4 separate regions of the Mus musculus genome follow, and regions 1, 2 and 3 are each linked to region 4. A link is a contact called in public promoter capture Hi-C data. All regions are on one chromosome and are shown on one strand. The core of a region is the stretch at or near the end of the contact, and the rest is flanking DNA. Distances in the headings are between cores, read along the strand shown. Region 1 holds the start of Cdk19 (cyclin-dependent kinase 19). Region 2 holds the start of Hace1 (HECT domain and ankyrin repeat containing, E3 ubiquitin protein ligase 1). Region 3 holds the start of Cdc40 (cell division cycle 40). Region 4 holds the start of Pdss2 (prenyl (solanesyl) diphosphate synthase, subunit 2).

Evidence for each region. Promoter capture Hi-C pulls out the DNA fragments that hold promoters and counts their contacts. Capture Hi-C pulls out chosen DNA fragments and counts their contacts.
Region 1: a promoter capture Hi-C map of adipose tissue shows a contact between it and region 4, with 4 times the contacts expected there. The contact joins the promoter of Cdk19 here to the promoter of Pdss2 in region 4. A contact is called at or near these places in 1 of 39 promoter capture datasets (liver) and 1 of 9 other capture datasets (adipose tissue).
Region 2: a contact with region 4 is called in a promoter capture Hi-C map of pre-B cells, with 5 times the contacts expected there. The contact joins the promoter of Hace1 here to the promoter of Pdss2 in region 4.
Region 3: a promoter capture Hi-C map of liver shows a contact between it and region 4, with 9 times the contacts expected there. The contact joins the promoter of Cdc40 here to the promoter of Pdss2 in region 4. A contact is called at or near these places in 4 of 39 promoter capture datasets (liver, neutrophils and pre-B cells), 4 of 484 Hi-C or Micro-C datasets (CD4 T cells, CD8 T cells, erythroblasts and 1 more) and 2 of 9 other capture datasets (adipose tissue and liver).

What each region holds. Positions count from the first base shown.
Region 1 is chr10:40,345,889-40,352,091 of GRCm38.p6, reverse strand. It overlaps Cdk19 (cyclin-dependent kinase 19), which reads right to left and starts at 2,784. Exons shown (of 13, transcript NM_001168304.1): 1 at 2,371-2,784. The coding sequence starts at 2,498.
Region 2 is chr10:45,573,297-45,579,279 of GRCm38.p6, reverse strand. It overlaps Hace1 (HECT domain and ankyrin repeat containing, E3 ubiquitin protein ligase 1), which reads right to left and starts at 1,451. Exons shown (of 24, transcript NM_172473.3): 1 at 1,130-1,451. The coding sequence starts at 1,205.
Region 3 is chr10:40,880,476-40,886,708 of GRCm38.p6, reverse strand. Cdc40 (cell division cycle 40) reads left to right here and starts at 3,566. Exons shown (of 15, transcript NM_027879.2): 1 at 3,566-3,822. The coding sequence starts at 3,634. It overlaps Wasf1 (WAS protein family, member 1), which reads right to left and starts at 2,882. Exons shown (of 9, transcript NM_001379453.1): 1 at 2,639-2,882.
Region 4 is chr10:43,217,056-43,222,786 of GRCm38.p6, reverse strand. It overlaps Pdss2 (prenyl (solanesyl) diphosphate synthase, subunit 2), which reads right to left and starts at 1,301. Exons shown (of 8, transcript NM_027772.2): 1 at 727-1,301. The coding sequence starts at 1,025.

The sequences.
Region 1 (6,203 bases), core at 1,535-4,034, 2.9 Mb after region 4:
AACTAATCCCACTACCAAATCACAAGAGACTTGAATGTTTAGTGTAAACCCAGGAATCTGAACCAGACTCTTAACCCAAGAAAATCAATAAATAAAACCTATCATGGATTGTCTTACATGCGATATAGTGGTCTGAACATGTGATATAATGGTCTGAAAATATATTTTCATATTCTAAGTGGTTTTTTGTTGGTTGGTTTATTTTGTTTTGTTGGTGTTTTTGAAACAGGGCTTCTCTGTGTAGCCATGGCTGGCCTGGAACTCCATCTGTAGACCAGGCTAGCCTCCAACTCAGAGATCCATCTATGCCTGCCTCTAGCTCTAAGTGTTTTGGTTTTTTGTTTTGTTTTGTTTTGTTTTAATTCTACTTTGAAAATACAAAAACTGACCTTATTTTATGTACTCTACTTTACCAATTTCACTCATAGAATAAGTGTATTTTAATCAATATCCTTATTATATAGTGAAAACTAAGAAGCGGAAACTGTTTCTGTTGTAATCCCATCTAGTCTATGTGACTCAGAAACAGAATTGTTAAAGTTCTCAAAGACTCAGGGCAAATGAAAATATTTTAAGATATTTTTAATGAAAACTTTGTGTATTCTAGATGACATGTATCACAACGTTAGCACAGTCCCTGGGGATACGGGAAAATCCAGCCCAACAATGGAACCACAGTGTCCAAATGACAGCACTGGATTTGCTTTCCCCAAACAGCCCTGTGAAGAGTCCCACTGGAATATCAATTTAATCAGGAGAGTGGCTATGCCAAAAACAGAGTGCAAGTCAATTACAGTACCCTCCAGCCCCTGGTGTGCACTCGAGGACATGTGGTAATTAAAAGAAACAGCTCAGACAACTGAGTAGCTTGGCCTAGACAGGTCTACCTGCAATAGCGATTAACCATCATCCTTGAGTTCTGGACAGTACCTGTAACTTTCCAGGTACTGAGTATGAGACACTTGGTACGACTGTGCTCTGGCTTTCTTCTTAGAAAAGTAGCTCGAGCACTGCTTACTTTGATGCGGGAGCGCCTCACCAACATTATCAAATCACAGCACTGGGAAGGAGGGGCCCCAAGGAGCACTTTAAATCTGAGGTATGGTGATAATCCGGCTTATCAAAAATGCCCCATCACAATCCTTAAGTCTCCCTTTTGTATAGTCTGACAATCGTTTGAGTCTAAGTTACAGAACCTAAGGGAAAGGAATTCCTTCCAGAAAGGAGCCAAGGTGACAACTGGCTTTAAACTCACCATTCCCAGGCCTGAAGTTTGGTTCCACCGGGCCAGCTCTTACAAGCCAGTCTGACCACCGGCCCGAAGGGGACATTCTCGATGCTTTATCAACTTGTCTTTTACTGATATAACAATCCATAAAGACTTCCCAAGAGATTCCTACAGATCCCCTCAACTAAGGAAACGGCAATCCAGGCTCAAGCCTGTCACTCCGTTTTCTGTTCTTGGTGGTCTAGGTTCTCAATAAACACTACCAAAGCTCACAGCCATTTGACAGAGGCTAAGAACTTGAAGAAATCAAGATTTCTTCCTGAAGAAAAGAGAAATGGACCAGGTTTGGTGGCATACGCCTTTAATGATAGTACCTGATTAGCAGAGGCAGGCGAATCTCTCCGTTCCAGGCCAAGCAGGGCGCACAGATACCCTATCTTAAAGGGGGTTGGGGGGAATTAGATAGCCAAGATATATCTTATACCTAAGATAGCCAAGAGGCAGGAAAGATAAGCAACCAGAGAACACTTAAATCTTGTAATATACAATTTATCTCTCTCCAGGGTCCACCTTCAGAGTGCTGAATTCAGAATATTAAAATGTGGGAATCGGGAGCAGGATCGGGAAGTCCCCAGGTAAACATCAGAGATGAAGTCTGGGTTGGCAAGGAAGTCAGACCCAAGGGGCCAGCCAGGACCCCAAGCGCTGCGCCACCAGACAGGAGGCGCCCCCGCGAGCTTTCAAACCGCCGCCCCGGGAAGGCGCTGCGCCGATTGGAAGTTCCACCACTACCGTCACCAGCACAGGGCCAAACCGGTAACTCTTCAGCCAAGCCCTCCGGAGGGTCCCCGGGGACCAGACCCCTAAACTCCACCTCCAGGCGCGGTCTCCACCCGCCGCCCGCTGTTAATCACGCAGCCGCGACTCCAGGCGGGACCGACGCCCCCGACGGGGCTGCGCCGTACGACTTCGAGGGGCGCGACCGGCCAGCGGGGGGCGGCAGCACCAGTGCCTCCGAGTTAGCCCCGGGACGTCGCTCTGCGACCCACGCCGCCTCGTCCCGGGAGCTCCGACCCACCCAGCCCTCCGGGGCTCCGCAGCGGAGGGGACGGGACGAGCCCACTCCCCGCTCGCGCTCTTACCCATCTTTCCGCCTCGCCTTGTAGACATGCCCGTAGGTGCCGCGTCCCACTTTGCACCCTTCGTACTCAAACAGATCCTCCACCCGCTCCCGCTCCGCCGCCAGCTTCGCCTTGAAATCATAATCCATTGTCTGCTTCCCCCATAGAGAAACCGGGACGCGGGGGCCGCCGCCACTCAGTCCCTCCTCCACCGCCGCCGCTCCACTTCTCCAACAGCCGTCGCTCGGGCGCGCGCGCGCCGCCCGCCGCTCCGCGGTCCGCCTTCAGCAAGGGACTCCTCGGCGGCCGCGGCAGCCACCTCCTCCGCCTCCTCCTCCTCCGCGGCGGCGGCGGCGGCTCCCGCAGGCATCTACAGTCCCGCCTCCTCCCTTCATTTCCTTGTTTTGGAACCTGGTGGGCCGCGCCGCGGCTTTCTCGAACTCATTAAGGAACCAAGCGTCCCGCCCCAAGGTCGCGAGCCATTCTGGGAAATGTAGTTCAAGAGGGCTCGTGAGTTGTGCTACCTCCTCGGGAGCGGGGAATACAGTTCCCAGAGTTCCTGGGGCCTTTTGGGCCACGCCTCCACAAGGCATGTACGCCTGCGCTCTGCCGCCGCCCCACCCCCTCAGCGCGCGACTGCTGTTCCTGTAAACTGTAGCGCAAAGTTGCAGCGGGATTTTTGCGAGCCCGTGGGAGCTGGCGGGAAGGACACCTTTGCTGAGCTAGGAAGTAGATACCCGGCCCTGACTGTCATTAGGCTAGAAAAGCGGGAAGCACCTCACGAGAGCCTTGCTCTAGAGCTCATTCCGGCGCATCCGGAGCTTAGGACTGGGGTTTAGACAGTTGTACTACACATTGTTTGTTTTCTTGGGCAATTGATCCTCTGGTTGCCCCGCCCCTTGCCTCGGCTTATTGGCAGAGACTGAAGAGTGACGTCCGCTTTGGTGCCTGGTTATCTCCGGCTTTGGCTGTTTTCCCGCTCTTGATTGGTAATTGGATGTGCTCGGTTCTTCCTGATAGGTTAATCTTCTTTCTTTACGATGCAAAAACCGTATTTCAAAACCTGAAGATTCAGCGGTTTCCCAGCTCTTGCTAGGGGAACCGTGTAACTTCTACGGCCCACAGCCAATCATCTTTTTCTTGGCGCTCTAGTCGGTTTTATCCTAACATATGCGGGTGCGGTAGCCTAGCTTTAGCCATCTGTCTGAGAACAATTAAAGCGCTTGGAAGATTGCAAAAATGCAGCGTTTTAAAAACAATCGTTTTTGCTGGGTAGTAAAGCGTGTTTTACAGTAATGGCGAGGCTCACCTAGGGGTTTAAGGTATTTATCTTGCTCATGACGTTGATTCGTTATGGTGTCTGAGGCTCAGAACCCATCACCTCAAAGTAGTACTGTAAGAACTTAGAAAGTGCCTTACTAAAAATGTGACCCACTGCATATTGATGGCTTTTAAACCGAAAAGAAATTGAGATCCATTCGACACGCGCGTTTCAGCTCTCTTCCACTACCTAAAATAAAAGGCAGCATTTTATAACAAGATTAAATTTAAAAGGGAAATTTGATAAGGTGTCTGTGTCAAAAAGGCAGCTAAGCTATCCATAGACAACATTATTGCTGGGGAGACCATCTAAACAAAGAATCGACTTGTTATTTCCTCTTTATTTCCTTCCCTCTCCTTCATTTATCTCCAATACCTACTAAAACTTCCAATTCTTGTTCCTCTCTGTATGTCATGAGCTTCAATCATCAGGCCTTTCGATTTCATTGTGTAGGACTCCCGTGCGTACATCTATAATATGAACTGTAAGGCACAAGGCACAGTGATAAAATCGGCAGGATGACTGTTAGGCTAGGTGGGTAGCCGTCATGAAGAAAGCACCATGAGCTTAAATGTAAAGAACGAACAGGGCCTTGAGGAAGTGAGAGAACAGAGACCATAAAGCTGCAGGCAGGACAGCCTGCGCCCCGGTCACAAAATGATACATTAGGAGAAAGCAACCAGTTTGAGTCCTGCAAGATTAAGCTAGAAAGAAGGAATGGATAAGACAAGCAAATAAGGAGGTGTCAAACTGTGAGTCATGCTCGTTGGTTTTATGTTTCACTGTTCTGTAAGTAGTAAGTTCTTCACGAGCTGGAGAGATGGCTCAGTGGTTAAAAGCACCAGCTGAAGGTCCTGAGTTCAAATCCCAGCAACCACATGGTGGCTCACAACCATCCGTAATGAGATCTGACGCCCTCTTCTGTTGAGTCTGAAGACAGCTACAGTGTACTTAGATACAACAATAAGTAAATCTTTAGGCCAAACTAAGTAGGGCTGGAGCAAGCAGGGTCAGCCGGAGGGAGCAGAGGTCCTGAATTCAAATTCCCGGCAAGCATATGATGGCTACAGTGTGCTCATATACATTAAATAAGTAAATCATCAGTACAGCTACAATGTGCTCATATACATTAAATAAATAAAACTTTTTTTTTTTTTAAGTTTGTTAGTCTGTTTCAGGATCACACTAACCCATCAAACTCAGGCTCCTCCTGCCTAAGACTCACAAGCTCTGCAGTTACAAGTAGGTGCCACTACACTGCTTATCAAACACATTTGAGCTAAGAAGAAATGTAATCAGTCTGTGTATTTAAAAAAAAAAAAATCCTTCTGCCTGGGAGGCAGAGGCAGTTGGATTTCTGAGTTCAAGGCCAGCCTGGTCTACAGAGTGAGTTCCAGGACAGCCAGGGCTACACAAAGAAACCCTGTCTCGAGAAAGAAAAAAAAAAAAAAAAAAAAAACTCCTCTGACAATATAGTTCAGTTCACAGTAGGGGGAAGTACCAATGAAGGAGCTACTGCTTTAACACCGGTAAAAAAAAACAAAAAACACAACCCATGGAATAGCAGTGTTCATTATGAGGGAGAGGCAAGTGTTGGGAATTGTTTAGAACTCAAATTCAACAAAACTTGGTGGTTAAATTAAGTGTAGAGTCCATGGAAAGGGGATGTTCCAACATGGCTTCAATGGTTAGAACTTCACCAATGAGATAGAACCTTGGACAAACCAGGGAATCCAGGACTGGGAGCAAGACTTGAGAGAACAAGTATCAATTTGGTTTGGACACACTGACCAAAGTGCTGGCAAGGATTGAAAGAGACACAGTTTTTCTTTCCAATAAGACTGGTCTAACTGGGCAGTGGTGGCACATGCCTTTAATCCCAGCACTTGGGAGGCAGAGGCAGGTGGATTTCTGAGTTCGAGGCCAGCCTGGTCTACAGACTGAGTTCCAGGACAGCCAAGGCTACACAGAAAAACCCTGTCTTGAAAAAAAAATGGTCTAAATATAGTTTTAGGAATCCCAACCCATGGATGGGCTATGTGATCACTATGTGATGCTGGAATAACAGGTTTGGTTTGTTTTTTTTTCCTTCTTCTATCTGCAGTACTGTGTCCAGGGCCTTGTGCATTTTAATTTTAGGCTAGCATCCTATTACTGAGCACCATGTCCAACCCCAAGAATATTTTTGTTTCTTTATTTCTTTGTTTCTCTCTGGCTGTCCTGGAACTCACTGTGTAGACCAGACTGGCCCCAAACTCACAGAGATCTACCTGCCTCTGTCTCCCAACTTCTGGGGTTAAAGGCATGTGCTACCATGCCCAGCTCTAAGATTTTTGATTGAGTGTTGCATGACTAATTTCAGCTGTCAACTTGATTGGATTGTGAGATACTTAGGGCATTGATACAGCACATATTTGGGTGAAGATATTTAGAGGGAAGATTAACTGAGGGAGGAAACCCACTCTGAAAGGGCAGCAGGCACCATCCATGGGCTGGGATTCCAGACTGAATCTAAAAGGGGAAAACCCACTGC
Region 2 (5,983 bases), core at 202-2,701, 2.4 Mb before region 4:
ACCAATAGATAGCATGACATCAGGAAATATGTGAAAGCAGCCCCTAGTGAAAAGATTCACAGAGGAAATAAAGAAAAAGTTGAAGCTGACGTTTACTTCCTAAAACTAGATTGTTCTAAATTGTTTCAGTCTAGGAAAGTAACAAATTAATATATATATATATATATATATATATATATACTCAGAAACAGTTGCCACAAATTTTCTCTACTCAGAATCATAAAGAATAAAACTTTTCAAAAAAAAAAAAAAAAGTATCCCCAAACTCACAAACTCCACATTTCTTTTCATCACTCTCCTTAGCTAACTAAAACGAAGTTGGTGGGGGGGCGGGGGGGGAGGTGGAATAAAGCAAACTGAGCAGAGCAAGGTAGGCGAATGCCTAGAATCCAAATTCTTGGAAGGCTGAGGCAGGAGGCTCTAAAGTTTGCAGCCAGCCTGGGTTACAAACCTGACTGCCTTGTCTCACCGCCACTAAAATTAGTCTGACTTCACAAGGCATCAAACAACGCCCCCAGCCCCGCCCCACCTCCTCTATTTGGAGTTTGCCAAAGCAAAAGTTCGAAACAGAGCTTTTATTCCGGTGTGAATTCACACACACACACACACACACACACACACACACAGAGTTCTCACCCAGCCCACAATTCACACACACACACACACACACACACACACACAGAGTTCTCACCCAGCCCACTCAACCCAAGTCTGCAGGACTAAACGATGGAGGCAGGCAAGCTACAGCAGGAATGCCTGCTACACCAACAGAGCTGCACAAACACACCTGTCTGGTGGCTGCCAACCTTTGTCTAGTGCCAAAACCGAGGCGCCCCGCATTTCAAATAAATCCTAGCCCGCCTACCTCACTCTGTAGCTTAAGCAAACCCAGCACGTCCCCAGCCCGAGCCCGTGCGAGGCGCCACCGCACCCTTTCCCAGTGCGGGGCCCGGACCCCGCGGAACGCATTTCCGCTCGGACCGAACCCCACCGGACAGCCCGTCCCCGTCCCCGGTCCCCGTCCCCGCCCCAGCCCCAGCCCCCGCCGGCCGCGCCCCCGCGCCTCCCGCCGACTCCCCCCGCCCGCCAGCCTCGGAAAAGTGCAGCGCGCGTTCTCCGGGCGCCTCACCCTCGGGCAGCTCCACGGTGCGCGCGCGGCGCAGCGAGCGCGTCAGACGGTTGAGCTGCTCCATCGCTCTCTCCATCCTCGGCGCGGCCTCCGCGAAGCCCCCGCCGCGCCCGCGGCCTCCGCGACCCGCGCCCTACATCCCCGCACAGGCCGGGAGAAGGAGCGAGCTCGCTGCGGCCGGCGCCCAGGAACGCTAGGATGCTAAGCCGAGTCAGTCCGCCGCACCGACGGCTGCCAACCAGACCGCGCTGGGGTGGGCACCAGCCGCCGCCTCCGCTCGCTCGCGCCTTTCCTGCCGCGGCCCCGCTTCCCTCCTGGGCTCGCGAAGCCTTCTGGGAACTGTAGTTTCGAGCTGGCTGGGCCGCACTCCCCGACGGAGCCACGCCTCTATGGCATCTATGTGGTGATCTGTAGGTTAGACTGAGCAATTTGTGGAAATACTTTGTGGGCTTTCACGCGCCCTCACGTTCTTCCCTCCAAAGTTGTATAAGAGCATCCTCCCTCGGTTCTAACACACCCCAGTAAAGCAGATTAGAGAATTTCAGTTATTCCTAAATTCATCACCACCAAGCTAAAACAGATGTACTTTTCTATAAACAAATGCCTTAACTATCCTGCTTACAAATTAAATTTTGAACAGTAATAAAACTCAAGTTCGAAAGCAAAATTGTAGGTTTTTTTTTCCTTTATTGTGACTTAACAATGCCTTGTTTCTCTTGCTGAGTACATTTCTAAGAACAAGGACACAGCTCTATCGTATGCCCCGTCATATATATCCCTGTACTTAGCACAGAAAATGATGCCAACTCCAAACTTTGAGGAAAATCTAAGTGACAAACAGGAAAAACAAATGTTAATTTGGTAAAATGCAATCTCAGTTCCCATGACAGGCCCCAGTGGGCGAATCAAAGACTTCAAAGCTGGGCATGATAATACATACAGGTTATTCCCAGCACTCAAGAAGCAGAGGCAGATGGGTCCTGAGTTTGAGGTTAGCCAGCACACACAATGGAGCCCCGTTTTAAGATGATGGAGGTATGAGCTTTGAGCCTACTACATGTAGCCCAGGCTAGCTTTGCATTTGATGTGTAGCTAAAATGACTACATTCTTTGTCTCTACCTCCCCAGGGCTAGGATCTGTACTGCAGCCCTGAAGGGAAAGACTTCCCCTTCACAAGTGTTACAGCTCTGCTCCGGGCTGCAGGAGGGGGGAGTTTTCCCAATACAAGTGTAACAGCTCTCTGCTCCAGGAGAGGATGCTCCAGTGAAAGGGTTACATCTTTACTAGAGAGGGATCCTGGCAATCCAGAGCCAAAGAATACCACAAAGTCACATCACACACAAGACCTCACACAAGAGGTTTAGTAGAAAGGCAAAACCCAAGAGAGTGGCTGCCACTGCTCCGATGAAAAGCAGCAGGGAACTGAGCAGAAGGCAGGGCTTATATAGGCTTATATATTTATCTTATATAGGATTGTTGGGGCTTGGAGGTGGAGCTTTCCAAGCCAAGCTTGGGTGAGCGCAGGGGTTGGTGGGTTTTGCTCTTCAGAGATTAGTGGGTTTTCTTGTTCAGGGACTGGTGGGTTTTCTTAACCCTTTTGTCCCACACTCACTACCACACCTGGTAGACACAAAACCTCAATTATGACAAAAATGGTTTAATAAAATTTAAGTTGGAATTAGAACAATGGCTCTACAGCTAAAAGCACTGGCTACTTTTCCAGATAACCAGATTTGCTTTCCACATAGTAGCACAGGGCCATCTGTAATGCCAGTTCCAGGAGATCTGATGCTCTACTCTGGCCTCCAGGCACTGCATACAAATGGTGCACAGACATATAAGCAGGCAAACACATAAAAACTTAAAATATATATTTTTTTTCAGGGACTGGAAAGGTGGGTCAGAGGTAAAAAGCATGTTCTACTCTTGCAAAGTTTGGTCCCCAGCACCCACCTGGTACCCCACCTGGTACCCCAAATCTAATATAGTCCAGCTCTAGGGAATCAAACATACTTTGGTGTCCATACCCATGCAGAGAACACAGAATCAAGAATAAAATATCTGGGCCTGGAGAGATGGCTCAGTGGTTAAAAGCACTGAATGCTCTTCCGAAGGTCCTGAGTTCAAATCCCAGCAACCACATGGTGGCTCACGCCATCTGTAATGAGACCTCGTGCCCTCTTCTGGTGTGTCTGAAGACAGCTACAGTGTACTTATAAATAAATAAATCATTTTTTAATTATCTTTTTAAAATAGTTTAAGGGGCTGAAGAGCTGGCTCAGCAATCAAGAGCACTGGTGCTTGCTATTGCAGAGGACCCAGGTTTGCTCTCCAAAGCCCACCTAGTGACTTAACTGTCCTTAGTCTAGTTCCGGACACTCAGATGATCTCCTCTGGCTTCTGCAGGCATTGCATGCACATTGTACACTTACCAGCAAACAGAGCACTCACCCATACAATAAAAGTAATAAATCAAGACTTCAAACAGGCAAACATTTAAAAATCTGAAGTGTGAATCAATCCAATCTGTGGTGAACATAAGAATGACGACTGAAAATGAAAAATTAAGGGAGGAGGCCTCTCTCGTCTATCATCACCAGCGCTGAGAGATGCTGGAGTGCGTGAGGAACAAAGGAATGGAGATTCTCACCTTGTCTCTCAAAGAGGCAAAGCTTCCCTTGCAGTGAGTTCATCAGTGTAAGAACAAATCTTGCCTGATCACCTCCTTTTTAGAAAGAGATACTCTCTGACCTTTGTGCAGAGTCTAAAGAGGAAGAGGGTGGCTGGCATTGGTGTCCCTTCCCAGGGAGGTTCTAATCAATTCCAGCCTACATGTGACAGTCACTTGTGCTACAGGCTCAAGGCAGAGCTTCATCATCTTTACTTAACCAGTTAGTTTGGATGAGACCCAAACCTGTCTGGCAGGTTTAGAAAACCCAAAGCTTCAAAGGAAGGACAAAGGCAATAGGCCAACCAAGGTGGTGCTCAAACTTTGCAACCTGGTATCAAGTGAGAATGTTCTGGCTCTGTGTCCTCCTTAAAACATCCAACATGTCAGCTTCCTGTGGTGCGTTCATTAGCTTAGAATGCTCAAGACCCAGGACTTGGTTTTCATTACACACACACACACACACACACACACACACGCATATTAAAGGATAGAAGGCTTGGTGCTTCAGAGTCCCTGGCTACCCTTGCAGAAAACCTAGACTCAGTACACAGAATCACGTGGTGGTTCACAATCATCCATGACTTCACTTACAGGGGATTCAGCACATTCCATGAGCACTAGACACAAAGGCAGTGAGTATACATACGAAAATATACTTAAACTGATAATGAACTTAAAAAATAAATAGAAGGAAAGGAAAGCCTGTTTTGGTGCCAGGTCTGATAAAGCATGACCTACTACTGCCCTGGTGTGAGCCCAGAGGCTCCAGGTCAGTCTGGGCAACAGAGTGGAAGCCTGTCTCAAAACAACCGGTAAGAAGGAAGGATTGCACTGTTACATGAAAAATTAGTCCCTCAACACTTATCTCTGACAAGATGCAGTCATTCCATGGACTTTATGTAGAACACCTCCAAAGTCCTCTAGGCATTAAGCCCAGACATAGATTATGTAAACAGGGGTAGATTCCAAGCTGACTTCATTGTAAGCACTGTTCCCCAAGTTGGTCACTGTTTATTACATGACTGGGAAATACAGAAAAAAACTTACAGAAGAGTAGACTGGTAATTTGAAAATCTATAATATAGAGCAGTCTCCCACATAGCTCAGTTTGGAGTGTGTCTTAGTTAGGGTTTTACTGCTGTGAACAGACACCCTGACCAAGGCAACTCTTATAAGAGCAGCATTTAATTGGGGCTAGATTACAGATGCAGAGGCTCAGTCCATTATCATCAAGGCAGGAACATGGCAGCATCCAAGCAGGCATGGTGTAGGAGGAGCTGAGAGTTCTAGATCTTCATCTGAAGGCTGCTAGGAGAAGACTGGCTTCCAAGAAGCTAAGATGAGGGTCTTATAGGCCACACTCAGTGAAACAACTACTCCAAAAGGCCATACCTACTCCCAACAAGGCCACACCTACTCAAACAAGGCCACACTTACTCAAATAAGGACACACCTTCAAATAGTGCTACTGCCTGGGTCAAGCATATACAAACCATAACAGGTTATATGAATAGTATTGCAATAGGCTTATCACCTCTTTATCCAATTGAGAATCCAACCATGATATAAATGCTCTGTAATCTACACAGTTCAAAGCACTAAGCACTACCTAACATATCTACTGCACTCAGGAAATGCAGCTGGCATGAATGAATTTTAAACCCATAATGAAATAAAAACCTTAAGACATTGAAGGAAAAAATTAAAGAAGACATCAGAAAATAGAAAGATCTCTCATGATCATGAATCACTAAGATTAATATTGTGAAATCAGCCATCCTACCAAAACACAATCTAAGATTCAATACAATCCCCATCAAAATTCCAACACAACCTAGTAGAAATCGAAAGAATAATCTATAGATTCACATAAAAACACAAAAGCACAGGATAATCGAAACAATCCTGAAAAATACAAGAACTACCAGAGGTATCACCGTCCCTGATTTAAGTTGTATTGCAAAGCTATAGTAATTAAAAAAAAAAAAAAAAACCAGCACGGTACTAATGTAAAAACAGACATGCTGACAAATGGAACCTAACTGAAGATCCAAACATAAGTCCACAAACTACCTGTGATGGTTTTAATAGGTACTGCCTCCATAGATTCATGTATTTGAATGCTTGGCCATAGGGAGTGATACTATTAGAAGATGAGCCTTATTGGAAGAATTGTGTCACA
Region 3 (6,233 bases), core at 2,317-4,816, 2.3 Mb after region 4:
CTCCTCAGTTGTAATGTTGATTTGCTGCTTTTTCACAAAATAAAAATGGACTGAAAGTGAAAAAAAAAAAAAAAAAAAAGAAAAACCAGACTTTTTCTTTACCCAATTTAAAAAAAAAAAAAAAAAAAAGCTAAATTGTAGCTCTTTATATTTAAGAAAATATGATAAAATATAATTAAGATAATTCTAAAACAAATCAGCTAATCAATGAATTATAAATTAATGAATTATAGACTCACATATAGAGACTTTTCATCTATATGATTTCCTCCCACAAAGTAACCAAAAGTCTAATATCTTAATAAAAGCTATAATAATATAGTCTCAACAGTAGTTTCTGCTATGAAGGTAAAGGAGTTACTCTTTTAATAAGAACCCAAATATAATCTCTACTGAAGATCAAGCCTTTGGAAAAGATAGCTTAAATTATTCTTAAAATTAAACAAAAAATAAATTGAGTATTATACTATACCAATGTGCTGTCTCTCAACATATGGCCATTTAGAAATCCAACCAATAAAGCTGACCTTCAATGCATCTTATAAGTAATCACAATTATGAAATATATTAACTACCATTTCTAAATTAAGAGATCTTCAATATTTTCTAGACTTTTCACAAATTTAACTCATTATTCTACTCGTTACCAATTATTTTCACCAGTATTAACTATATAATTATTATATGTAGGCATTAAGTCTATAGTTAAAAAACGAGAAATAAATTCAAGCTAAAGCCATCTGGCCAAAGCAAACTCAAATGTAAATCAGCCCTTCCCAGGCCCTGTGGAAAAGCATACCAAAGCCTCTTCATGATTCATCGATTAATTAAAATACTTAAAGTTAGTTTAAAAGTACTGGGAAAATATCTTCTCTGATTTAACGCATACTATTGTGTGGCATAAGAGTATTGTTTCCATTTACATGTTAGGAAACCAAGGCAAGATGTCCACTTTGTAAATTGCAAGGTCTTTCCTAGCCAAAAAAAAAAAAAAAAAAAAAAATGATTCTACACCGTCAACTTAAATGTATGCCCTTTACAAATTAAATAATCCCTGCACCTCCAAACACTTGCATCGTCCGTGTACAATTCTGTTCGTATCGAAAGGGTTAACAAAACAAGCTTAAACACATAAAGAGGGGAAAGCCGATAAAAAGGAAAAGATGTTTCTAGTGGCTCATAGGCTGTTCTTAAATGATATCATTTAAGTAGTAAGTAGCTATGTTTTTTTCCCAAGGTTTTGAGATATATTCTGTCCTTAAGGTATTCAAAACTGGATCTACTCATATCCATGTCGATAAGAGTTAAAAGAAAAAAACTGTAACTGGCAATAAAATATACTTTAAAAAGAACTAAGTGAAAATTAAAATCCAAGTTAGGGAGTTTTTCTCCTCCCATATTAAATCCTCCCTCTCATTCAAATGAAAGATATGATTAGTAAATCGGATGTTCAAATATTCTACAAATACAAAACTTTTCTTATTAAAACGGAAAATTTTATATATAAGTACGTTATTCAAATATTCAAAATAAATAAAAATACTTTCCCTAACAGAAACTTAGATCAAAGATAAACTGTTCCTGTGAGTTCCAAATGGGACTGCATCTGTACTTGTGTTATGCGGCTCCCAACAATTAGAAAAATGAAAGTTTACCAATTAAATTTACAATGTCAATGGATGTTTGTACAACTGAACAACTAATAAACTAATCACACCGATTACTGAAAATAAAGACTTAGCTAATGTGAACACCAAGAAAAAAATGTAAATAGAATGTCGGGCACATTTTGTATAGTAAAGGATAGGGTCAGAATGAGTCGAATTAAAGTACCTATTCTAGCTAGGTATTAATTAGTCAGTCACAGGGCAGGTCGTGAATGTTGGGATCCGATGAGCTTTCTTTTCACCATTATTCTAGTTCATCATCCGCAAGTGCTAGAGAAGGTGTCTACGGAAGCTAGGGGGCATGCTGTAGCTAGGGGAAAAGAAAAATGGGAAAGGTGCAATGGATGCTGCATAGTTGAATAATTATCTGGGTGGCACAATGGGCGAGTCCTGCCGACATCAGAGCCCAGCAAGCGTCTCCCTAACTCTGCCCGAGGAACCTCCCCATTTCCAGGCATCAAAAGAGCCAGCACCCTCTCTGCCTTCTCTTCCAAACTGGAATATAAAGGGATGCCCGCACTCGCTTTACCATGGTCGTGCAGAGAGCCGCGGCGCAAAGACCCGCGGCCAGGGCTCGCTTTTCAGAACCGCTGGCACGCCGGGCGAGCCGAGGGCTCCGCGACTGGCTGCAGCCTTCGCCGGCGCCGATGCACAAGGGCGGAGCGGCGGGATCGGAGCCCCGAACCCCGCGCCGCAGGTGAGAGCCGCAGATGCTGCACCCAGAGCAGCCTCGGGCCAGTCCCCGCGCCCGAGATCCCACGCCTCGTCCTCCACGCGCAGCCCGGGCTGCTGGGCGGCGGGCGCGGGGGAGCCCGGGATGGGGGCGGGGGCGGCGCGCCCATCCATCGCCGCCGCTGCAGACCCCGGCTCATCCACACGCCCCTCTCGGCTCGGGTCGGTGGAGAACAGTTCCCTCGTCAGGACCCCGGGAAGAAAAAAAAGGGACAAAATCCTGAGAGACTCGTGCTCACCGCGAAACCGTGGGGGGCTCGCGCCGTACCCCTTCTACATGCTTCGGCGGCTGCCGCCGGTCCGGCTCCGCACTGGGGCGCCACCAGGAGCCCCTCGGGAGCGTCGGGCTGCGGGATGGAAGCCGCGCCGGGCACTGGCTGAGGCGCCGGGCCGCCGGGAATGCCGCCGGGGGCGCCCACTGCTCGCCCGAGCCGCGGTGCGCTCGACGCGCGAGCGAACAACACCGCGAGCAGCCGCTGCCCTGCGCCGCCCCCTCCCCGCGCGACGCTCCACAACCGGGCGCGGGGACCCGCGCCTGCAGCAGGGGGAGCCGCGGGGCGCTCTCCGCCTGGCCTCACGACCTTTCCCCGGAGCTGCACCGGACGGGTCCCAGGTCTCTGAACTTAGGATTCGCACTCTCCCCTCGAACCCTGCAGGGCGTACGGCGGCATGGTGGGAGAATGAGCATCCACCCACTTACCCGTCCGTGGGCAAGAGGACGGCGCTTCCCCCTGTCCTGAGGCTCTGTGGTATTGCCCGATCCGCACTTTGGGGGAGGGGGCCGGAGAGAACGGTGCTGGGCTCGGGAATGAGGGAAGATGACATCCAATTGAATGAAGCATCCTCTTGGGGGCGGGGTCGAAGGCAGGCCCCCTCTGCCGGGCTCCACCTCCTCGCTCCAAACTACATTTCCCATGGTGCCGCGAGCTCCTCGCCGCACTGTACGCCGGGAGTGAAGGTCCTCGAGGCTTCAAACACATCTCAGGACTGGGTCTTTAATCAACGAGGTCCTGAAAGTTACAAATAGTTGTAATCCCTTGTGCTTCTTTAGATAAATGTTTGTGAATCTCAAGTTTTGATACAGTTATCTCAATAATAAAGTTTTTTTCGAGAAGTTATAAATGATTTTTTTTAAAGGAGGTAAATATCGAGTTCCATGACAATCTGACAGGACCTGGGAGACGCTGCTTCTTCCGCCTTGGCCTGGCCTTAGCAGAGAGTATCTGTTGCAGTCATGTCGGCTGCGATTGCAGCTCTAGCTGCTTCGTATGGCTCGGGCTCGGGGTCCGAATCGGATTCGGACAGTGAGGGCAGTCGGTGTCCGCTGCCAGCCGCGGACTCTCTCATGCACTTGACCAAATCGCCTTCAGCCAAGCTCTCTCTGACCGTGGCGGTGGACTCGGCTCCGGAGGTGGCAGTTAAGGTAAGTGTTTTGGACACTAATAAGCTCAGGAACTGCTTTCAGCTCGTCTCGGGTTAGAGGCTGGTCTACCTTGGCGCTGAGAAGTATGTAACTAGCGTTTACATCTCTTCCCACATCCTCCTTGACGATTAGAAGTACGGAGCAGCTCTCCACTAACCCCTGTCCTTCCTATCTCCGTCGGATAAAATTAGTTCAGGAGAGGAGGAAAGTTTGAATTTGTAGACTAAGATGTAGCCTTATTAGATCAGTTATAAGTTCAGAGCATAGATAATATTGGATCAAGACTTTCAAACTAGAATTTGTACCCTCACTAGAAGTGAGCCACGGCCAGGCACTGTTTTGTTTTTGAGGAACTCGGCACGAATCCTGGCTTCACTACTTTCAAATTACACAACGTTCTTTTGTACAGTTGTGCAATGAAGATAGCTGTATAAAAACATATTTATCGGGGGGTTATTGTAAAGATTGAGTGAAATTATATGGTAAAGATTATAGCACAGAGCCGAATATCTATCTAGTGGAAAGCGATACATGTTAGCTATTGTGATTCTTTGTGTTAATACAATGAATGGGAAAAGGACATAAAGTTTAGGAAGTAGCATGCACGAACCCAACCGAGGAAGTTGATAAAGGGGGAAACCCAGTTCTATAGTTCTATAATATAGTTCTCTATGGAGCATGTATTGTTTCCCAGTAACAACAGGATTAAAGCCACAAGGGTCAACCAACCAGAACATCTTTGCTATCATAGTTCATACTGGAATCATTCTCGTGGGTGAAACAACCAATTAAATGTGGACAAATAAAGTAGTTACAGATTGAATTGAACACTGGGTGTCCGGGGGTGGGGGGTGGGGTGGGGATGGGATGGGGTAATAACCACAACAAAGAATAAGGTAGAAGTGTGATTTTTTTTTTGTGTGTGTAGATTGCTCAGACAAATCCTTTCTTAAAAAAATAAAAATAAAAAAATAAAAAGTTGCCAGGCAGTGGTGGCACATGCCTTAATCCCAGCACTTGGGAGGCAGAGGCAGGCAGATTTCTGAGTTCGAGGCCAGCCTGGTACAGAGTGAGTTCCAGGACAGCCAGGACTACACGGGGAAACCTTGTCTCAAAAAACCAAAATAAATAAATAAAATAAATAAATAAATAAATAAATAAATGAAATGTCAATTCGAAGAGAGAGAGACCACGTTAGCTAAAGCAAGAGTTTCCAAACTTAGGAGAAGACTTAGTGTGTCTTGAGCCCTTTGAGAGCATCAGTCTGTAGTAAGCCCTGTGTGAGTGAATGACCAGCTCAAAGACTGACGAGGGAAAAGAAGAAGATTTCTAACTAAGCTCTCCCTGGGTCTTGTTTGTGTCATTTATGAAGTTGAAGTTTTTTATAAGGACATCTGGCATGAAAGAACACTGGGAAGTCTATCTTTAGAACAGAACAAAGCTCTGCCAGCCTATGACTTTCCAGCAGCCTTCCCCGTGTGTTCCTTAGACATTCCAACTTTCAGTGCTATGCATTGTTCCCCTGATTTGTCACAGGGTTCCCCACCCCAGCTCAGTACAGTCTAGCCTTGGCTTCTTGATTAATTACTTGGTGGAAATGGTGTTCCAGGCCTTTTGCAGTCATGAGACCGTTCTGCCATCTGAATTAAATCTCTGCATCAAATAGCTCTTATAATTCCTTTTCTCTATTCTTTAGTTTTCCTATGATGTCCACCGAGCTATCCTCAGCCTTCAGGTTCCCTATTCTTCTGCCAGCCCTGTCAGCATTTGGTTTTCTAGGTCTAGGCTGTTATTTCAAGTTTCCCTCCACATAGTCTCACATATTTTTACTGCAGTATATACTTCTGGTGGCTCACAGGTGACCACAGTGAAGAGGTTAACATAGGCATGAATCAAGATTCCAGTATTATTCATATCTCCCTCTAGCACTTAGCCACATGGCCTCCTTGGAGACATCACTTAAGAGCTCTGAGCCCATTCTTACTCATCCTTCAAGTATGTTTAGCTACCAATTTTCAAAAATGCAAAGCAATTTTAGCTGTAACAATTATATACTGATTAAATACCAGCTGTCCTAGTAAACTCCTGTCTTAAACTCCATGCCAGCTTTCTTAATGTTTTTTAAATCTTATCCAGAATGCCTCTTGTGCCCCTTTTGTATGGTGTGCTAAAAGCTTAAGTGTCTTTCTAGTGCACGTTTGTATTCCCCATTTTGATTGATCCACATCCTGCTCATTGGCTCAAGCCACAAACAGAAGGCTCACCGTTTTCCTTTTCCTCAGCCCCGCTAACTCGCTAGTTAGTTGTTCAGCCGCTACCTCCCCTTCTAACTCGCTTGTTAGTTGTTCAGCCGCTACCTCCCCTTCATCGTGTTTCTGGCTGGTTGGTTGGTTTTGCTCCCCCCCCCCCCC
Region 4 (5,731 bases), core at 52-2,551:
TATTCTCATAACTTTTCTGTGTGCTTGAAATAAACTACGAAACATGAGGTATGAGTTGTTTTTTAAGTGATAAATTTTTTTTTAAACCCTAGTGACAAGTTTAACACTAGTCTGGCATTAAGTGGTAAAAGCGTCAGAGGAAACTGACTTCAATCTAGATAGTCCAATACCTGGATATTTGGGGGTTTTTTTGTTTGTTTGTTTTTTGAAACAGGGTTTCTCTGTGTAGCCCTGGCTGTCCTCGAACTCAGAAATCCGCCTGCCTCTGCCTCCCAAGTGCTGGGATTAAAGGCGTGCGCCACCACTGCCCGGAGCTGTCTATTCTGCCTGTCTCTCTTGTCTTAATCTTTCTGTAGGTAAACAGCTTAACTTGCTCTGTAGACCAGGCTGGCCTTGAACTCAGAGATCGCACTGCCTTTGCCTCCCAAGCTCTGGGATTAAAGGCATGCACCACCATTGCCCGGCTCTATTCCATTTTTAAAATACCACTTCTTGACTGTGACTAAATAAGTATACATCTCTGATACCTTGACAAGCCATGAAGCATCTGCATCTCTAAAAGTGAAGAGAAACTGTAAAACACGTTCAAGTTTTTCTTTTACGAAAACCATTTATCCTGGGCCAAGTAGAAGAATGTTAAAGGGACACCAAAGAATACCTTAAAAGTTCAAAAGAAAGTTAGAATCAAGGAACTGGCCAGACCCAGAGTTACCATGGGTCGCTCACCTGGCAGTGGTAAGCAGAGGGTGTCCCGTCCCCACCAGCTTCCGCACCTGCATGGCGATATTGCTGAGCTCGTCGCTCAGCAGGCAGCGCAGGCTCATGAAGGATGCGGGGTAGCCCACGATCTTCTCCGCCTCGGACACCACCTGGTTCCAATGGGCCGGTGACCTGGAGGAGCGCCCGCGCCAGGAGCCCGCCGAGGAGATGCTGTCGAGGGATCTGAAGTACCACCAGTGGCGACTGGGGGGACCTGAAGCCCCGAGGTAACCGGACAAGCGCAACAGCAGCTGCCGGAGGCTCATAGTTTTGAGTCTGAGAGGGTCGGGGACCTGAGGAAGGTGGCCAGAAATGACACGGGAAGCAAACAAGGGCTGAGGAGAAACTTTCAGAATCTAACAGGAGACGGCGATTCCAAACCCTCAGAGAAGTATGGCTTTCTGGAGCCGTAACCAGGAATAACGTTTGCTGCTTCTGCAGCGCAGACTGGCGTAACCCCAGCGGCTGCTCAGAACTGCACTGGATACCTGCGCTGGTAACCACAGCCAGTGCCTACATGGGGGGCGCCATGTTGGAGGCATGAAATGCGGCCTGCCGTAAAGATAGGGGCGGGCTGATGAGCGGCAAAGAGTGCTCTTTACTTTACGGCACAGCTGGGACCTCCCCACTAAGGGGCGGACCCTCAGTGATGACCGGAAGGCGAGAGATGGAAGGGAGCCTGTGCCCCAGGACGTCGGTGTCCGCCCTTTGGCACCCCGCTAGCCCTGGATCTAGGCGCTCTCGGGGTCTCTGCAGCGTTTCTCCCGGCCCAACGCAGAGTGAAGCTTATGTAAATAAATGTCTGTATCGTGGGTCCGCGGCGAGATCGTAGGCCCGTGGCGCAGGCTCGTCCGGAAGCCTTTTGCTCCTGGGCGCCTTAGGCCCTTGGTGGGGGCCGCGGACCCGGGAGGGCGGCCCCGCTAGCTGGGCGACGACGTCTCCTCCGCGGCCCCCCCAGAGCTGGAACGCAAGTGGATCGGTGAGGCTGAGCCCTGCTTCCCTCAGCTTCCTGGCCGAAGTGCCAGGATTTCTGTGAAAAATCCAGAAAATAAGGATGCTGTGAGAATGGAATGAAACGTCGCTTGCTCCGGGACTGAAAATTCACTGGCATGAGTGCATTTCACATATTAGCTCACTTAATCTTTTGTTGAGTTTTAAAGATAATACTATTCCCCGGATTTTAGGGGGGATGGGGGGGAACGGAATGAGGCACAGCCAAATTGTAAGTTGTTATGGTCACATTAAGCAAAATGTGAACCTAGAGGATCTGGTATCTTTTTTTCTCCTCTCCTTTGGGTACTAGGGATAGAGGCCAGGCCTCATGCAGTAATGCTAGGCTAGTGCTCTACTTCGGAACCACATACCCGACCTAACAATTTGGTTATTTGAATACATACTCTTAACCACAACATTAAGTAATATGTTACCAAAAATTCTTTCTCATTGCTAAAGTAAAATTGTCAGTGTGACGACGCTTTCAGTGTTGGATGGAACGTTTTTTTTTTCCCCTAGGCCACAGTGGCCTGAGACTTCTTACTGTGTAGCAAACTGACCTGTAACTTCTTGACCCCATCCACCTCTCAAGTCCTGGGATTACAGACGAGGGCCAGAGGGCCACTCTGCTCTTCGGGTGCCACCTATTCAAGCACGTCTAGCATCTTGCCCTTTCTAATTAGACAAAACAAGTGTTGAAGTCCTTGTTAATCATAAAAAAATTAAAAATTACAAAACCTTAAATTCAATCCCTTGGGAAGAAAAAAGTAACATTAAGATCAGTAATATAAAAATAATAAACGACTTGTTACCTACATTTTACACTCAGGAATGGTTTTTAAAATTCATGTGAGCTTTCAAAATTCATAGTTGGTATTTTTTAAGCTCACATTATGTAAATGAACTAGAAAAACAAAGAGAAATTGTTCACACAAGATGCTTTTAGCCACAGAAGGTTTAGCGGCAAACTCCCTTTGAGTGCCAAGTCTCCTGTGATTTAAAGATTCTGTTTTTGAGCCAGGAATGGTGGTGCTTACAAGCACTCAGGAGGCAGAGGCAGAAGGATCTCTAGGTTCAAGAGCAGCCTGGTCTACATAGCCAGTTCTAGGCTAGCCAGGGCTCCAGAGTGAGGGCTCCATAGATAAAACAGCATATTAATTAAAGGTGAATTATATTTAAAAACAGTCTCCCCATAAGGGAGTTCCTATGTAAGATTCCTAGCAATAAAATCCAAGTATACTACTATGTAAAAATAAATGTAAAAGGTGAAATATTTTATCATTCTAAAGAGTTCTAAGACCTAAGCTGGGTTGTCCAAGGAGAAGGAAGTCAGAAAAATCCAGAGAAAGAGAGAGACTGAGTGTAATATATCGAGCATCTGAGGCTGCTTCTTCAAGATCATGGTACCTTAAGAGTAACTTTTCACACATTTGCTTTAATGAAAATTCACAGTATGTACTTTAATTTCTTCACAAAAGCCAAGTGCATTATTCTCTGGTCTTGGTCTGTTAGCCACGTTTTTGATTATTCATGGGACTTCTGCTCCCATTTACTTTAAATAACCAGCACTTTCCTTTATACTTAACAGTTAAAAGGTTGCATTGTATCTAGTGGTAATCAGTTTTGGAAAATTAAAATGATATTTGTTCTTTAGTCCTCCTGATTTATATATATATATATATATATATATATATATATATATATCCTTCAATCTTTATAGCTAAAGAGATGTCTGAATTTCAAGTGACAGGCTGTGAGGAGTAAGGACATCTAATACCACTAAGAATGCAAAGTAGCACACAGCAGTTAGATAATCACAGTATTGTATACACATTTGCATTATGACCCAGAAATATCAACTCTAGGAACCTATTCCAAAAGGCAAAGTAACTAAAGCAAAAGGTTGTTCATTGCTGTATTGATTTTAATAGAAAATAATCCAGACCTCAAAGTGGGCACTCGAGCACAACTGGACGAAAGAGGATCACCCCTGTATCTTTCAGGATATACATCAAATTAAAAATGCAAAGTACAGAGTAGTATAACACATTTTTTTGTGAAATAGATAAGACTGTGAATGTATTTTGGCATGTATTCTGAACAGGAAGGAACAGAGATCAGCAAGGAGACTGGTAACTATTCTATAATCCTTGGCTATGTAGATTTGGTTTTCAAATCATGTATACATGTTATGTATTCTAAATAATTTTAAATACAGAAGAAAAATCTAATTCCTAGAATTTGAAAATTCACAGAAGCAAATGATGTAACTACATATTAAGTTGCCATGTCATAACCATACCAAGCAAATAACTAATGACTTTTAAAAAATGATATTTTCATCATACGCCGTCCGTAGAATATGTTCCCTGGAAGAACAGAGCTACAAAAAGATCTTTAACTTCATTCTTATGGCTCATAGAAATGTAGATGCTATTACTTTCTAATCCTACATGTTATATGCAGAGAGTTGTTAGGTATGTGGATCTTTCAGAGTAAGTAAAATCCATATAATACTCAAGTTGAGTTAGAAATAATAAGTTCATGACTTTTTTCAAAAATGTTTCTTATGTAGTAATAAAATGTATTTATTAACCGGGCGTGGTGGCGCACGCCTTTAATCCCAGCTCTCTGGAGGCAGAGGCAGGTGGATTTCTGAGTTCAAGGCCAGCCTGGTCTACAGAGTGAGTTCCAGGACACCCAGGGCTACACAGAGAAACCCTGTCTCAAAAAACAAAACAAAACAAAAAAAAAAAACAAAAAAAATGTATTTATTGAAAAAAAAAACAAAAGATTTTGCTTTGTGTACCAGTTGTATAGTATAATAATCTTTAGCATTGTGTTGTACTTTTGATACACTGCTTTCTATAAAAACTAGGAAGGTGCTTTGGAGAATAGTCGCGCGCACGCGCACACACACACACACACACACACACACACACACACACACACACACATACCAATGTATGTAATGGATGTCTTGTCTCAGAAATCAAGGAAGCCATTTAAGTCTAAAAGACTAGTGAGACAGGACAAAGATCCAAAGACACCAACATAAGGGTTGATGAGGGAACAATGTGACCATCAAAAAGTAGTAAGACCTATAACTGATTGAAATTCATTGACTACACATGAGCTCACGCCTTTATAACTAGATGCAACTTCGGCAATGAGTAAAAGAATTGAGTGTTTATCCTGCTTCCCTGTGTAAATTCTGCTCAGTGGTCTTTTATCCTGGCTCAGTCCCTTGAAAACTGAACCTGAGACAAGGGCCTACTCTTTGGGCCGTTGATTTTGGACGGTGATCTCAGGATGACTAGGGAAAGTGAGACAAGGAAAGGCAGTATGAGAGTGTTCTTGAATTAGTCACCACCACAGGCGGTGAGGCCTCGGGCCACGTAGAATAGACTTCAGGATTGCCACCCGAGGTGAGAAGAGAGCACATATTAATAAGCAGCTTGTAGCTCTGGCTGCTCCAGGTTTCCATCTCGGGGCTTTGGCTCCTCACACCTCCAGCGTATAAAAATGCGCTAGGCGGAGGAGTATCCCCCACCTCAGGGATCAGGGGGTTGTGGTGGGGGGACAGAAAATGAGGCATCTGCATGTCCCAAATAGCTGCAAATGTATACGATGAAGAGAGGTGCTGTTGAGTCATGGTTCTAAGAAGTAGGTAGCCACAGAAACGGCCACAGCAAAAGATGGTTTGGGAAGACGTAAGACAGGAAACGGGCCTCTACTAGCGGGGTAACCAAATTGCCTCGATGGTAAAAATAATCCCATTGAACAAAGCTGAAAGGATAGAATTAAGGAGCCAATGTTTTGTAATTCTTTGTAGATTCGTTGATTCAAGCATCAAACAATTCATCATCGAGAGAGAGGCTGGTAGAGTACTTGGCCAGGGAGAACGTGGCGGGCACCCTCTGTAACTAGCAGACCCATCTTGATGTCAACAGGGGAGGTCCGTGCAGACCTACGTCCC